2 separate regions of the Drosophila melanogaster genome follow, and region 1 is linked to region 2. A link is a contact called in public Hi-C data. All regions are on one chromosome and are shown on one strand. The core of a region is the stretch at or near the end of the contact, and the rest is flanking DNA. Distances in the headings are between cores, read along the strand shown.

The links. Hi-C and Micro-C count contacts between places; a contact is called where the count stands out from the background.
Region 1: a contact with region 2 is called in a Hi-C map of the Kc167 cell line, with 2.3 times the contacts expected there. The contact joins the promoter of Osi2 here to the promoter of CG2017 in region 2. A contact is called at or near these places in 2 of 107 Hi-C or Micro-C datasets (the Kc167 cell line and embryo) and 1 of 6 datasets of contacts at active chromatin or transcription factors (the Kc167 cell line).

Annotation. Positions count from the first base shown.
Region 1 is chr3R:6,205,229-6,212,183 of dm6, forward strand. Osi2 (Osiris 2) reads left to right here and starts at 4,145. Exons shown (of 5, transcript NM_001275374.1): 1 at 4,145-4,248; 2 at 6,232-6,586; 3 at 6,865-6,955. The coding sequence starts at 6,234. Osi24 (Osiris 24) reads left to right here. Exons shown (of 6, transcript NM_141363.2): 3 at 256-369; 4 at 430-591; 5 at 657-1,107; 6 at 1,743-2,450. The coding sequence ends at 1,953.
Region 2 is chr3R:5,857,234-5,863,752 of dm6, forward strand. CG2017 reads right to left here and starts at 5,172. Exons shown (of 4, transcript NM_169117.2): 1 at 5,138-5,172; 2 at 2,499-3,171; 3 at 1,410-2,287; 4 at 850-1,351. The coding sequence starts at 3,162. The coding sequence ends at 1,079. It overlaps side-III (sidestep III), which reads right to left. Exons shown (of 18, transcript NM_001043216.2): 18 at 5,632-6,519. ECSIT reads left to right here. Exons shown (of 1, transcript NM_141345.2): 1 at 1-681. The coding sequence ends at 667. It also overlaps asRNA:CR46133.

The sequences.
Region 1 (6,955 bases), core at 2,895-5,394, 350 kb after region 2:
CTTCTCCATGAAAAACCATTCCTGAAGCAGAAAATAAATTAAGTAAAAATTTAGTACAGATCAACAAATATTTATACCACAACTTTAAAGTGACTAAAAACAGAAAGAAAAATCGGATACCTCAAACATCGTTACTCACAACAGTATCTCAATCAGTTGTAATCAAACCAACACTGAATTTCTTTACGTCATTGATTCTCGCTTGGTATTTGCTTCTTGTTAACTTAATTAACAACATACCATTTTCCACTACAGGTTTGAAGAAGGTGATGTGGCCCATCTATATGGGTTTGCAAGTGCTGAAGAGCGTGCTCTTCGCCATGTTCCTGCCAACCATCATCAGCAGTGTAAGCCGACTGATTGGCAAGGGTAAGTACATCGGCTTAAGGCACTTGAATAAATTTAAACATTTGTATTACTTTGGGCTAGGCATCACTTCCGGCTCGGCTGGGTCGGTGCCGTTGTTTATCCGCCCCATTGAGCCGCCACAAGAACTGGACTTCCGGGACAACAGCATGAATTTCGATGATGACAGCAAATTTTCCCTGGCGGACGAGGGCAAAACGCCAGCCGGCTACGAGTACAATGCAGGTGGGCCATCTGAAATAGAAGATGTTGTCTAGATGATAGTTATTCCGATTTTTTTTACCTTGCAGAGGCATCACAGCAGCAGGCGCAATATGCCCAGGTCAATGGGAACTCGGTGAACCAGGCCACTTTGTCGCGCTATGGAGGTCAGCAGATGATGCAGGACACCTATCTGAGTGCTCTGCAGAGCATTGGCGCTGCCTCCTTCAAAAACTCCCAGAGCATGTCAGGATCCTTCAGCGCCGGAGCTGGTGGCGGAGCTCCAGGAATGACGAAGAAACCAACGCCGGCCGTGATGAACACGTTCCAGAGCTTCCAGAAGGTGCCCAGCTCGTCGCTTTTGCTGTCCAACTATGACCCCTTCTACAGTCCACTATTGTCCCGCCTGGACTCGGTGTTTGCCCAGCTCAAATTGAATCCGGAGAACGAAGCTTGCCGCGAGAAACTCATCTGCCTGATGTACGCCAACCCCGCGAAGTATGCTCCGTACAGCAACCTGGTCTCAGCTCAACTCAGCAGGTGAGTGTTGTAAGTCCTCACATGATTAGTGAGAGGTTTGGTTTTATCTTTTATATGTTAATTGCGCTGTTATGTTACTGTTACTGCATTGTATTGATTCATCGCTTCTAAATAAATAAAAAAAAAAAAAAAAAAAAAAAAAAAAAAAAAAAAAAAAAAAGCAGGTGAGTTCGGTTTCCGCCCGAAAGTATGCCGTAATTAATCGCAGTTGAGCAATTACAGTAGGGTATTGATTAAAGGAATACCATTCCTTATTTCATTTCAGTAAAGTGCCTTTAGTCGAGGCCAAATTAATAAGGGTAGAAATAACCATCAATCGAAATTTAAATGAAAGCTTAAGGTGTCAGTACGTGTATCGGTATGCTTGGTTGCCTTATTTATGTTTTATATTAATAAGATTAATATTAATACCATGTCAGCTTTTAATTAAGCTACCTGTAATTGTCTACATTTTTAATTTTAATGTTAACAAAATTAATAACATTGAAACAATCAAAATCTGCTGACGCTTCTCAAAGGAGATCAACGAATGAGCTTTCTAACTTAGGCAGTCACAGAAATCACTTATTCATATTAATAGCTTTAACATTTGTGTGCTTTACATTTAATTCAACTACCGTCACTCCCACTTTTAGGGAACTGAACGAGCTGCGGAAGCCTACTTCCGACAACCCGGACATCCTGCGATTCTTCAAGTACATGCGAGCGGCGAAGGACGGTCAGGACGGCGTCGACTGCGACGAGTCCTTCGCCAAGTGCAAGGAGCTGAAGGACCTCGAGAACCCGGCAATGCTGTCCACCTACAACGACATCAACAAACTGGTCCAGGCCCGCAAGCTGGCGTAGACGGGGTCTAAAGGTCTCGGAGCCATCTCTCGGACGGTATGGGGTCGAGATGACAGCAAAGTTCGTGGGAGTCACGTCAAAAGTCCGTCTGACGGATGCCTGCCTTCTGGGGATGGGCGGTGTAATTATGCAAATCGTACTTTAGATAGGATAGCCTAGCCATATATAGAGGTTCGTCAGACGGCAGCTGTCGGCGGCGGGTGGGGGTTGGTGCGCAGGGGCAGGGACGGGGCTTCATTAATACGCTGTAAATAGAAAAGTTTGTTTCGTAGTTTAATTAGCACCAGCACCAATTACTGGAGGATGCTGTTATTTTTAGCCATTTAGCTGAATTTTAAGTATTTATTTCTAGCCTACGACTATTTTTAAACCTAACCCGACTATTTTTAACTATTTATTCTGTTGTTATTATGCGATTAGTCAGCGAGCATTGTTCAATGTCCTTAAATTATTCAACAAAATCATGTTGTACCACCAGAAATAAACCAAACTTATTGAAATCTCTTTGCGCTTGATTGGGCGAAGAAACAAGGGCATGGCTTCTTAAGCGAATTCCTGTTTAAATTGGTTGCATGGAGAAAGAGCTTGCCTGACGACACCAGCTCGAAAACACCTTTCCTATTTTAGTGCAAACATTTGCATTATACAGAAATATCTAAAGGACTTGGGGCAGCAAGAAACTTAATTACAAGCAAACATGTGTTTGAGTGTCTGGTAAGTATATGCATTTATATGTAAGTTACGTGCTTTTAAGTGGTTCATTGCTTTCAGCTTTAATGAAGTGATCCTAGTGACAATAAGCAATCGAAACTAGTTAGTCAATTTGTATTTTTCGCAAGATATGTTGTCAAACGTTTTTGATAAAATATCTATATTTTACACAAGTATAGAACCTTGAATCTGCACTAACAAAAGACTAAGAAATCATATAAAAAAGTCGGCGGAATGACTTTGGAAAAATGTGTGCTATAGTATTTTACTTAAAACATGCAGTTTGTTAATAATTTGAGTATATGATACCTGAATACTAATAGTGCTGGAATGTCTCGTTTAATTAAAAGTGGACAATGAAGTAATACATATTTAATAAAAGATACCACTACTACTGACTACTGCGTTTCGCTTCGACTTGTAGTATTGTTTCGTAAATATATTTTCGGAAATTTGAGCTAGGTTTATTTATTTAGGGCGCAAATCTGTGCAGTGGAAGAGGAAGTGCTGCAAATATTGTGTTTAGCTCTTCTGTTACCGGATTTTCTCCTTTTTTTTTCTTTTCTAGTTATTTACGTTTACATATGTATGCGGAATGTTCTGGTCAGATGCTTTAAAGGGCTGCCCAAGTAGATGATTCAATTACGCGGCTTGGGCAACATGTCCGGCAAAACAAAAGCGTCTCCGACCGCAGCCTTGCACCCGGCCACGCCTCCGCACACAAGTGCCCTCGAACTGACGGAAACAATTTCCGCCGGCGGGCTTCTGTTTGCGGCCTCGTTGGCAGATCGTGCCTCCGCTGACCGAGGAAAATCGGGAAATCGTGCGAGTGTGGCAGCGGGAAAACCCGCAGCAGTGCCGCCTGTTTTGATTTTTGTGGCAGCCAGATGGGGAATTGCCCAGTTGCCCCACGATTGGCCCACAGTTGCCGCCGCAGGAAATTGCAGACAATGCAAAAACTCACTGGATGCAGGTTCCTCTGGTTCGCATTTCGCCCTGACTTTAAACGTGGGCGTTCCAAAAACCAGTTTGCAGTAAAAGTAATAATCGTATGTGAGGCAAGAGGCCAAGAGTTGCATAATCCCTGCGACTGTGACGTACGTTTTCCCGGAATGAGTCACTTGAACAGTTTGTTGGCTCTTTAAATCAAACTCGAATTAAAGCCAAGGCCTCGACGTGCGCCACAATAATTTTGGGATTTTCTCAAGGCACACGAACGCTCGACTCGCCCAGCCGGACGCGAAGAAGCACAGGTCGTTGTCTCTCACCCACGGAGTCAAAAGTAAACCCGATCGACTGATCGTATCCACAACCTACCGCAAGTGCGACCGCGTTGAGATCTGCCTCTTAGCCATCATCGTTGCGGGCCAAAAGCGACGACAGTGGCTGGGCTATTGTCTCCATGTGTTGACTTCGCCACCGACTCCTCCTCTCGCCACTTCTCGCATTTCATATAAAATCTTTGCCGTCCAGCAGCCACGGCACAGTCGCTTTCGGCCAGCAGAAAGACAGAGTCGCTCGGAAAACGCGTCAAGGATATACCTAACCAAAATCACCCCAGGCGCTTATAGGAAACAGCAAAAGGTAAACAGCGGAAAAAACCGTTCGAAAAAAGAATGTAAAATTGTGTGAAGTGAAGTGAAATGAACTGCGATAAATTGTGTAATAAGCAAATAATATAGATGTGGGAAACGCCAGCATTGCATTACCAATTTAAACGACCATTCGATTGTGGCCAATAACTTTTAACCGTACTTTAATAAAGCGGTTGCAAATTTAAAATTTTCTGAAAATTCAGTTCTCTGAACAGAGAAGTCCTTATATCTGTGATTATTGGAACACTTTGCAAAGAAAATTAATATAATTTCAAGCATGGCCATGTGTAAATTTAATGTACAATAGTTTAATTTATACGGTAAATGAATTAAAGGCCACTGTTTTTAAGGTTCATTAAATATATTGAATATCATTCAGATTAGTAGATAGTCGTTTAGGGAGTGCTATTTTCAACGAATGCAGACTTGTATTTATCTTATTGTTAAAATAGTAGTAGAAGTTCAAAATAGGCATAGTCATTGCTAAACGAGAGCTATTCAAGGGTGTACATAAATTGTTAAATCTTTCGACCCGATAAAGCCATCATTTCCATTTATTGCCACTGTAATTTCGTAATACCGACCATCACCAGTCCACATTTCATTGACCTTCAATGGCGAATGCAAATGAAAAAGCAAAACAAATAGCGAAACAAACACAACAGACACAGTGACCAAAATTTGTTACCGCTTTCGACATAGCCATGCAAAGACCACTCCGACTGTGCAAAATATTCGCCGTGAAGCGATAATGATTCACTAATCCATAAATCTTCCGCACCCATTCCCATCCAATTACGATTCCTCATAAACATCCGCAATTTATTGTGTGCTTTCGGGTGCTTGACTTTCCATTGCCATAAACTTTTCACTTTCGCGCCATAAAGCGTTTTTCGTTGCATACTCTTTGGCGTCCCACAAACTTTTCTTCTCGTGGACATTGAAGTTCTTTAAAGTTGGTGGGCGAGCCGAATTCTTTGTTAGTTTCGCCTATACCACTAGCGGATTGCCACACAAGCGTCGCGCTGATGAGTCCCAGTCCCGGTCTGTATTTGGCCCAAATAACGAAAGCCTAACGAAAGTAAAAGCAACTGGCCAAAAAAGCCCCTGAAGCATAACGAACTTTTCGCGTGCGATTTCAGCTGGCGTCCATCTTAATACAGTGGTTGGGCCACATGTCGAATGGAAATTTCCTTTTTGGGATTGAAACTCTTTTAATGTCTCTATATATCCAATTTAAAGTTACGAAATATAAAGAAATGGCAAAGAATGAAAGATATTTTATTGCGAATCCTTTTTTATTTTACATAATTTGTTATGACCAAGAGTTAGTACATATCTCGTAGACATTTTATCGCCTACCGTTAGTATGCGAACCACTGTCAATAATGCGCATTAGGAACGCCTCACTGCACTTCTGCTTGACCAGACTGAGCTGACCTTTTTAAAGCACATTAGGCCCGCTGTTTATGCGCTCTAGCACGGAATTCAATTACGAGCATTTCCCGCCTCATTGCCGACAAAGGGTTAAGCCGGCAAACCGGTCCGCCGGCATTTCACTTTGGGTCCAACTCATCTGTGGGTTTATCTGTATTTTTGGGTGCAGAAAGCTCCACGAGAAATTTAAGCAAACCAAAGTCGAGTTAGCAGTAAACACCGAAGAGCAAAGAGTGGTAAGCCGTGGTCAAGTTGGCTTGAAAGCGAGAGTTATTACGTTTGAGCGGTTAATTGCACAGTGAGCCATCGGGACCGCTAAGCCATGTGAAAAGTGTGTCAGTTTTAAGTGGAGAGTCGATCCGTTAAGCCAATAAGCAGTAGCCAAATAGTTGCCTATATACACTTCTTTTTTGACATCGCGAGACGGAGCCAAAAATGCTGGAATAATCGGGTGATTGAGAGAAAACTTCAGCGGCTCGAACGAAACTTGTGCCAGTAGCTTTGTTTAAGTCATTTCATCTTCTCCTGCTTACAGCCATGGCAATGAGAGCGCTCATCTTTCTGGCCCTCGCCACTCTGGTGGCTGGCGAAGGTCTTCGGCTTCCGGACCAGCAGTCGTCCAACAACATCCAGCAAGTCTACGCACCGCAGCCACCGGCTCAGCAGATCCAGCAACCCCAGCAGCAACAACAGTTTCCACAGGCACAGCAGCCAGGAGTTGGCGAGGAACGCGGACGCTCCTCCCTGCTCAGCATCTTTGGCCTGGGCAACGACAACGATCCCTTCCTGGCCAGGACCAACAGCAACTGCCTCGGCGGCGACCTCTCCGAGTGCTTCAAGACTCAGGCGCTCAACACCTTCGACGAGATCTTCTTCAAGGACCAGTACAAGTAAGCGCTATGATTGTATATACAACTATAAACGGAATAATCGCTTGCTGTCTTTGGGGAAGAGGAATCTCCTAGTGATGCCTCTTTCATATTTTCCCTTGAACGGTAACTTGAAAAGAATGGCTTCCTTAACAATCTCAACGTAAAAAATATAGTTTCTCGACCTGAATTTCATCTAGAGGGAAATGGTTTGTTAAGGCGTACTTTTATAGGCATATTTTTCTTGCGTTACACACCACTTGACGAGAAGGCTAATCAAGAATCCCTTTAACTTCCAGGCTCTCCGACTTTGCTCGTGTGGTGCGACTGCCAGAAACCCAGCAGAGGTCCTTGCTGCAGGAGCCATTCGAGTACTCCGAGGAGCCACGT
Region 2 (6,519 bases), core at 3,922-6,421:
GAACCTATCACCGTGGCCACTGCCCGATCCTGTTCCGGATGATACATTGGAAATGGCCAAGCTGGCGCTAGAGCGGATGTGCACGGTCGACCTGCGGTCCAAAATCACGGTTTTCGAGACCAGCGAGCTGAAGGATGCCATTGACGATACGTGGATCGTGAGCGGAATGAGTCCCGAGCAGGAGAAACTGCTGCGGGAGCACTCTCGCCAGAAAGCTCTGTACATCGAGGGACCCTTTCACATATGGCTTAGGAATCGCCGGATCAACTACTTTACCCTGCGCGCTGATGCAGATTCTGAGTTCCTGTCTGAATTAGATGAGCGGCAGCTGGACGAGGACGATGTCTCCCACATCGAAGTACCCTTCTTTGGTCGTGCTCCACCAAGGCGACACAACCAGCTGGGAAAGCTGCGCTCTGTCCACCAACAGGACGACGGAACCATTATGGCCATCTGTGCCACAGGCACCTCCACAAAGGACTCATTGCTCTCGTGGATTCGCCTGTTGGAAGCGAACGGAAATCCCTCCATAGGAGAGGTGCCCGTCCTCTTCCGGTTCACATCCGAAGTGCCAGCCAAGGCGGAGGAAATTGAAGGTGGCGCCAGTGTCCCGGCAACAAGTGATAACAGTAGTCAAGATGAGCACATTAGCAGTAGACAGAAATAAACAAATTGTTGAGCACTTTTTCGTCTTTGTATACCATAGAATTGATGGTAAATGTTGCTTAAAGTTAGTCGGTTTTGATCATATGTACATATATATGTACATCTGCTAGAAGGAAAAAAATTAATACTTCGGTAATTATTTATACTCTTTGGCTCGGACGCGAATTGAAAGCAACATTGTATGCATTTTGGGGTGGATTTTAATGAAATAAGGTTAATTGAGAAGGATTACTCACAACATCCGATTGTGAGCCGAGCTTAAACGAAAAATCACAGAACCCGAAACTAAGTGTACAGAAGATCTGCCTAAGATTTAACGCCTCCCTCTAATTGCTAATTAAGTATATGTACATGTCATCTTTGTTTGAGATATATAGATATGTCATTGGAACTATCCATCTGGCCCGCTTCTCTACTTTATGCCTGTCTTGTTGACCGGAAACACCTGCGTGACAACTCCGATTCCTTTGCTGGTGCCCTCGCGGAACAGGATGCGCATTCCAGGACGCACGTACTCCGGGTGGCCGACGAACTCGAACATCACCGAAGCACAATCGTTTGTGCCCAGTCGCTCGCCGCCCATAATGCCCCGAATGACGGCCGTCTGGCGAATGCTGCCTATGTGGACTGTGGTTTGGAAGCCGACATAGATGGCCGTGGCGTGGAACAGCACGGACACCTTGGCCTGCAAAGGGAAGTTGATGTATTTATTTGGTAACGATAAATGAAAACTAGCAACTCACTTGGAAGAAGAAGGTCCCGTAGGGCTCATCCAGACTATTTCCAATATCACCCAAAAGAACCATGCCACTTCGTAGCGTGGGCACATCCTGATCCATACTGAAAGACAGCGAAGCGCTCTGACCAGCTCGGACAACTCGGCAAGGAGCCTTGTTTCGGTGGATAGTATTAACAGTAACGGGATGAAAGCTACCATCGGGAAGCGGACCAATCTTCATTGCCATATTCTCGGTCAGCACGCCCTGGACAAGTAGACCGCCCACAACGGGTCCGACGTCAGAGACCCGGAAGATCTCGTCCACCTGGAACTCGCAAGACTCCTGCTCGAGTCGATCCTTCTCGGCGTTGCTGATTCCGGGCGAAAGGACGTACAGAAACTTTGTGACTAGGTTGAGTCCCGTGCCGGTCACATTCGATACGCAAAAGATGGGCACAATGTTCTCGGAGATCTGGTTTGACCCGGCGGAGATGGCCTCATCCGTGTTGGTCACCACAAAGGGAACCTTCCGGCACCCAATGGTGGTGAGCAGGTTGCACAACTCCTGTACCGTCGCGTCCGGCGATGTGATATCTGTCTTCGTGACCAATACAAAGAAGGGCATGTCCAGTGCCCGCACGATAGCCAAGTGCTCCTCGGTGGTGTCGTTGCAACCGCTGCCCGCCGATACCACCAGCATGGCGTAGTGGGGTGAGTATCCACTCAGTGCCTGCACGGTGGTGCGCATGTAGCGTCGGTGTCCGGCTAGATCCATGAAGGTAACCAGCTTGCTGGACCTGTCGCTAATCTCCTCTGCCGTCATCATCTCATTGTACTTGTAGTTGACCACATTACCCAGTGCATCGAAGCCAAGCGTCTCGTGGGAGATGCAGGAGGTGCGGCCTTAAGGAAAAGAGGAGCAAATTGGTAATTTTCAAGCAAACAAACCGGACTTTGTGAGTGATAAATATAATTTAAAAAAAAGTTTGTAAACGAGAGATGTATGAATAATGTAGTACAACTGATATATTCCTTATTGATGACAATTTAAAATGGATGCCAAACATCTTAATTTAATTTATATCTGTGTTTAGTGCTTATAACGACATATTACCAGACTGAATCTCGTGCATGTGCCTAAACATATTGAGCCGCGCCCGGCCGTGTCCGTTATCCAGCTCGTCCTGTGTAAGCACGCCCAGCAAAGTGGATTTGCCTGCATCAGCTCCGCCGAGCACCGCCACCCGAACCTCGATGTTGTGCTGGTCGTCGGGGATCTTACGGACCAGTACCTCGGCGACGGCGCGTCGGGCGGCGATGGTCTTTCGCCGCAGCACTGAGGTACTGGCTCCTAGGCTGTGGGCCATCTGCTTGAGCGTGGTGAGCGAGGCATTCATGTCCTTGTCGCTGAGTCCCTGCAGATAGCCGGCGTCGGATACTCCAATCTCGTAGATGGCCTCGCCGTTTCCCTCGCGCAGACGCCACTTCATCTGGGTCACCAGGTGCTCGAATCGCTGCTTCGACGGGTTGACCAGCTTCAGCTTGTACTCCACATTTCCGAGCTGCGGCTCTGGTGGCAGCATTCCCTGCTCGAAGTCGAAGATCAGGTTGCCCCGCTCGGTGGGCATCCCGCTCACTACGCTGCACTCGTTGGCATTGGCGTCCGTCTCATAGTCGCTGCTGCTGCTTCCGCCGCCGCTGCTGTTGCCATTGAGCTCGGGCTCTTCCTCGAAGCCGTCGTCCTGATTGGGATCAAAGAGACTCAGGAAGGACTCCATAATGTGTTGCTGCAAAAGGGAAGCGTGGATCATATAAATACAAAATTCAGATGAGGTAAATGGTAAAAATTCTGTTTAGACAAAGGAACTCTTTGTCTTGAGAAGAAAACATTTTTTGGGCCAATTGCGACATCGAAAATGTACATATGTACATACTTATGTACATACATACAGATTTTCGAACAGCCGTGGCTGAAATAATAGCAATGAGATACATGCATAAGTAAATATTATTTGATTTGTTTACTCATACTGTACTGTATTTAGTCTGAGAATTACCCAATATAATTGGGTTGAAATAACTTTTAATATTGTACTAAAGTTTTTTTAATTTTATTTCGACACCACGTCATTTGTTTCACTTTAAAAACAATTATTTTTCAACTTCTATGTATCTTTTTGATGGAACCGTTTGCTTATGTGTATCCATCAAAACTGAAATTTTCCCCATTTGTTTTTTTGGCCGTCTTTGACTTGCAGCGACCTTGAAAATGCTTGTTTATGTTTGCCACGACTCTGGCCGTTGTTTCGAGCCCACGCGCGGGGGCAGGTGGAACAGAAGGTCGATAATACGACAAGTTCCAAACATCTTACCAGATAATCCCTATATTTGGCTCACTAATCAAACCAATCCGCTCGAGTTTATTCGAGATATTAAGCGCTAAAGCAGCTCCTATTTGCGCGCGACGCTGGCACAAAATATCGATTTTGGCTGCGCTTTTCATTTGCCCAGGTCGAATTTGTTGTTCGTTCGGCTATCTGGGTTCTGAGTGCTGTGCTTTGTAGTTGTAGTTCGTAGTTGTGTGCGTACTTGTGCTCTCCGCTTTTGGGTGCCTTTCGATTTTGTTTATAACCTGCTCCCGATTGTTTTGCTTTGTTGACCGAAGAACAAGCACCTGAATACTTCAAAAGCTTTCGCAATACCTTACCCTAGGGCGTTTGAGTTCTTTCATGGAACGTATTTTTTGTTTAGCAAGTGGGGGTTGAGCTTAAAAAAATTAACTTAGTGAATTTCCACAAGAAGAAAGTTACCTAAATATTTAATGCGGGATGTTATTACGAACCTATTTAATTACTAAAGCTAACGATAAATGGTAAATTTATAGGTTTTAATTCTAATTACTTTATTTTTGCAATTAGAAGGCAGGATATACAATGTTTAATTACGTCACACGCCATTACGTCCTTCGACACTGGAACTATAAAAGTTAACTTTTTCACGATTTTGATGCGAAGCCGCGACGTTTGATAATTTTATTCAACAATTAATGCTTGGCTTTCCACAATTCAAACACACCTCTTTAGTTCTACGATTGTTGTTCAAATAAGGAAACTTAGTTTAAAAACGAACCTTCTTAATTGTGAGATAACTCCCACACAATTAAATTATTACGTTTTATGTAGATACGCAATCTGTGTTGCGTAGCGGATTTCTGATCGACCAGACCCTTTCCTTTTTCGGCGCGTAGTTTTGACAGCTTTTCGCGTCTTGTCCTCGCCGCGTTTGCTTCGCATTTGATTTTCTACACAAGCGCTTTTGTTTTGACCGCGTCAGCTGCGTTATTATTCTCTATCTCTATCTCGAAATTGATTGAGGACGCTTCGCGGAAAGCTCCTTTCCGTTTGAATTCCGGGAAGTAACTGTCGCGTTTACCGAATTCATGCAACCAACAAACAAAAGCTTGGCAAGCATAGAGCGGAATTTCACAAGAAACAAAAATCGCGCTGCGATTTCATCAGCAAAACAAAAATGGAGTCAATGTGCTGCACTTACGCAGTTGCTGATGCAATACTGCGCCACAATGCGCGGATCTTCAATGGTCTCTGTGTGGGTGTTGCTGTTCGTGTTCGATTCACGTTGCCATGGCAATTTTGCACTCATGTGGGTTAAGCACTCACAACACACTTCAAATTTCGGGGACGCCAAAGTTGCGCCAGCAATCCAATCAATTATTATAAACCATAAACTTCCTACATTTTGTGACTCCGACAAACAGATGTTTATGCTCGCCACGCGTTAGTCCCTTTTGGACACTGACCTATCCAGTTGCTGCGCACCCTTACCAACACTGGCTGACGGGGCGTCCATTGTGAACGGCACACATTTTTCAAATTTAAATAGTAACGTATTTTTAACAATAAATGGGGTTGCGAAGGCGGTCATCTGCATGTCCTACATTTCCATACTTTACTTTAGTACTTTAGTGTTGAGAATTCGTTTTGGTAAATTTTACTCAAATAAGTTTATTAGCCAGCATAGAACTTAATTCCAATCTCGATGGAGCTATCTTGCAAGCTCAAAAACATCTGCTTTGCTACAAAATAATTTTGTATTGGTATCAAAAAATCATTCAAATGAGTGAAGATATGGTAACGTTTTTAGATTGCTAAAAAAAGAATTTAGGAAACCTTGTGCCTCCCAGCAATGAAAATACAACTCGAATTGCTTTAATTCAAACTCAATGTATTCTCATTAATATATTTACGTTTTATTCCTTATCATTAACATTATTACTTTATCACAAATATTTTAAGCATTTTTACATATGTAGTCAGTTACAATGATGTGTATATGTATGTATGTCTGTCTGTTTTCGGGACTTGGGCTTGCATGTATGTATGTACATCGTTGACCTCTCTGAGGCTCATAAAATAGTATCTGCTGACCTCGACATGGATCATGGGGATGTCGTGATGCTACAGGTTGTTGGGGATCGTTTTAAAATTGCACTACTGGCACTCGATTTTGGTTATCTACAGCGGGGACCTTTACTATATATGTATAAACTTGGAGGAAGTTTACGATTTGCTCTACCAGTTACCTGGATGCTATAACTTTTACATTTAAACATTATGACATTACATTGATTTTACTAATCGCTATCGATGACTTAGCATATACATTTCTTTTTTTCAATTACGTTTTTTCGATAGAAAGTCAAGAACTGAATCGCCCAACTGATATGACAAACGTTAGAACACTTATAGTCGTTTAGCCCTTGTCTTGAGTATGATATAGTCGTATAGCATTTCCGATGTGCTAATGCCTTGATAACAATTGCCAATGAAAGGGGGATGATAGGGTGGTGGGGGGGTGGGGGCTACGCTCCCCTCTTGAACTGCCCCAATCCTGCGAGCTGGGCCGACCCATTCAATATCCAATAAATAATGCTCAAGAATACATTCGTTGTGTATGTGTGTGTGTGTGTGCGTGCTCAGGTCCAACTGGTTGGCGTTCGTCAATGAGGTGTCTGTCTGTCGGAATTGGCCGGAATCGGGCCCATCAAATGGCCATCTGGAAGTGGAACTCCGTGCCTTTTATCCCTCTTATCGCTCGACCCGCATAAATCATTTTAT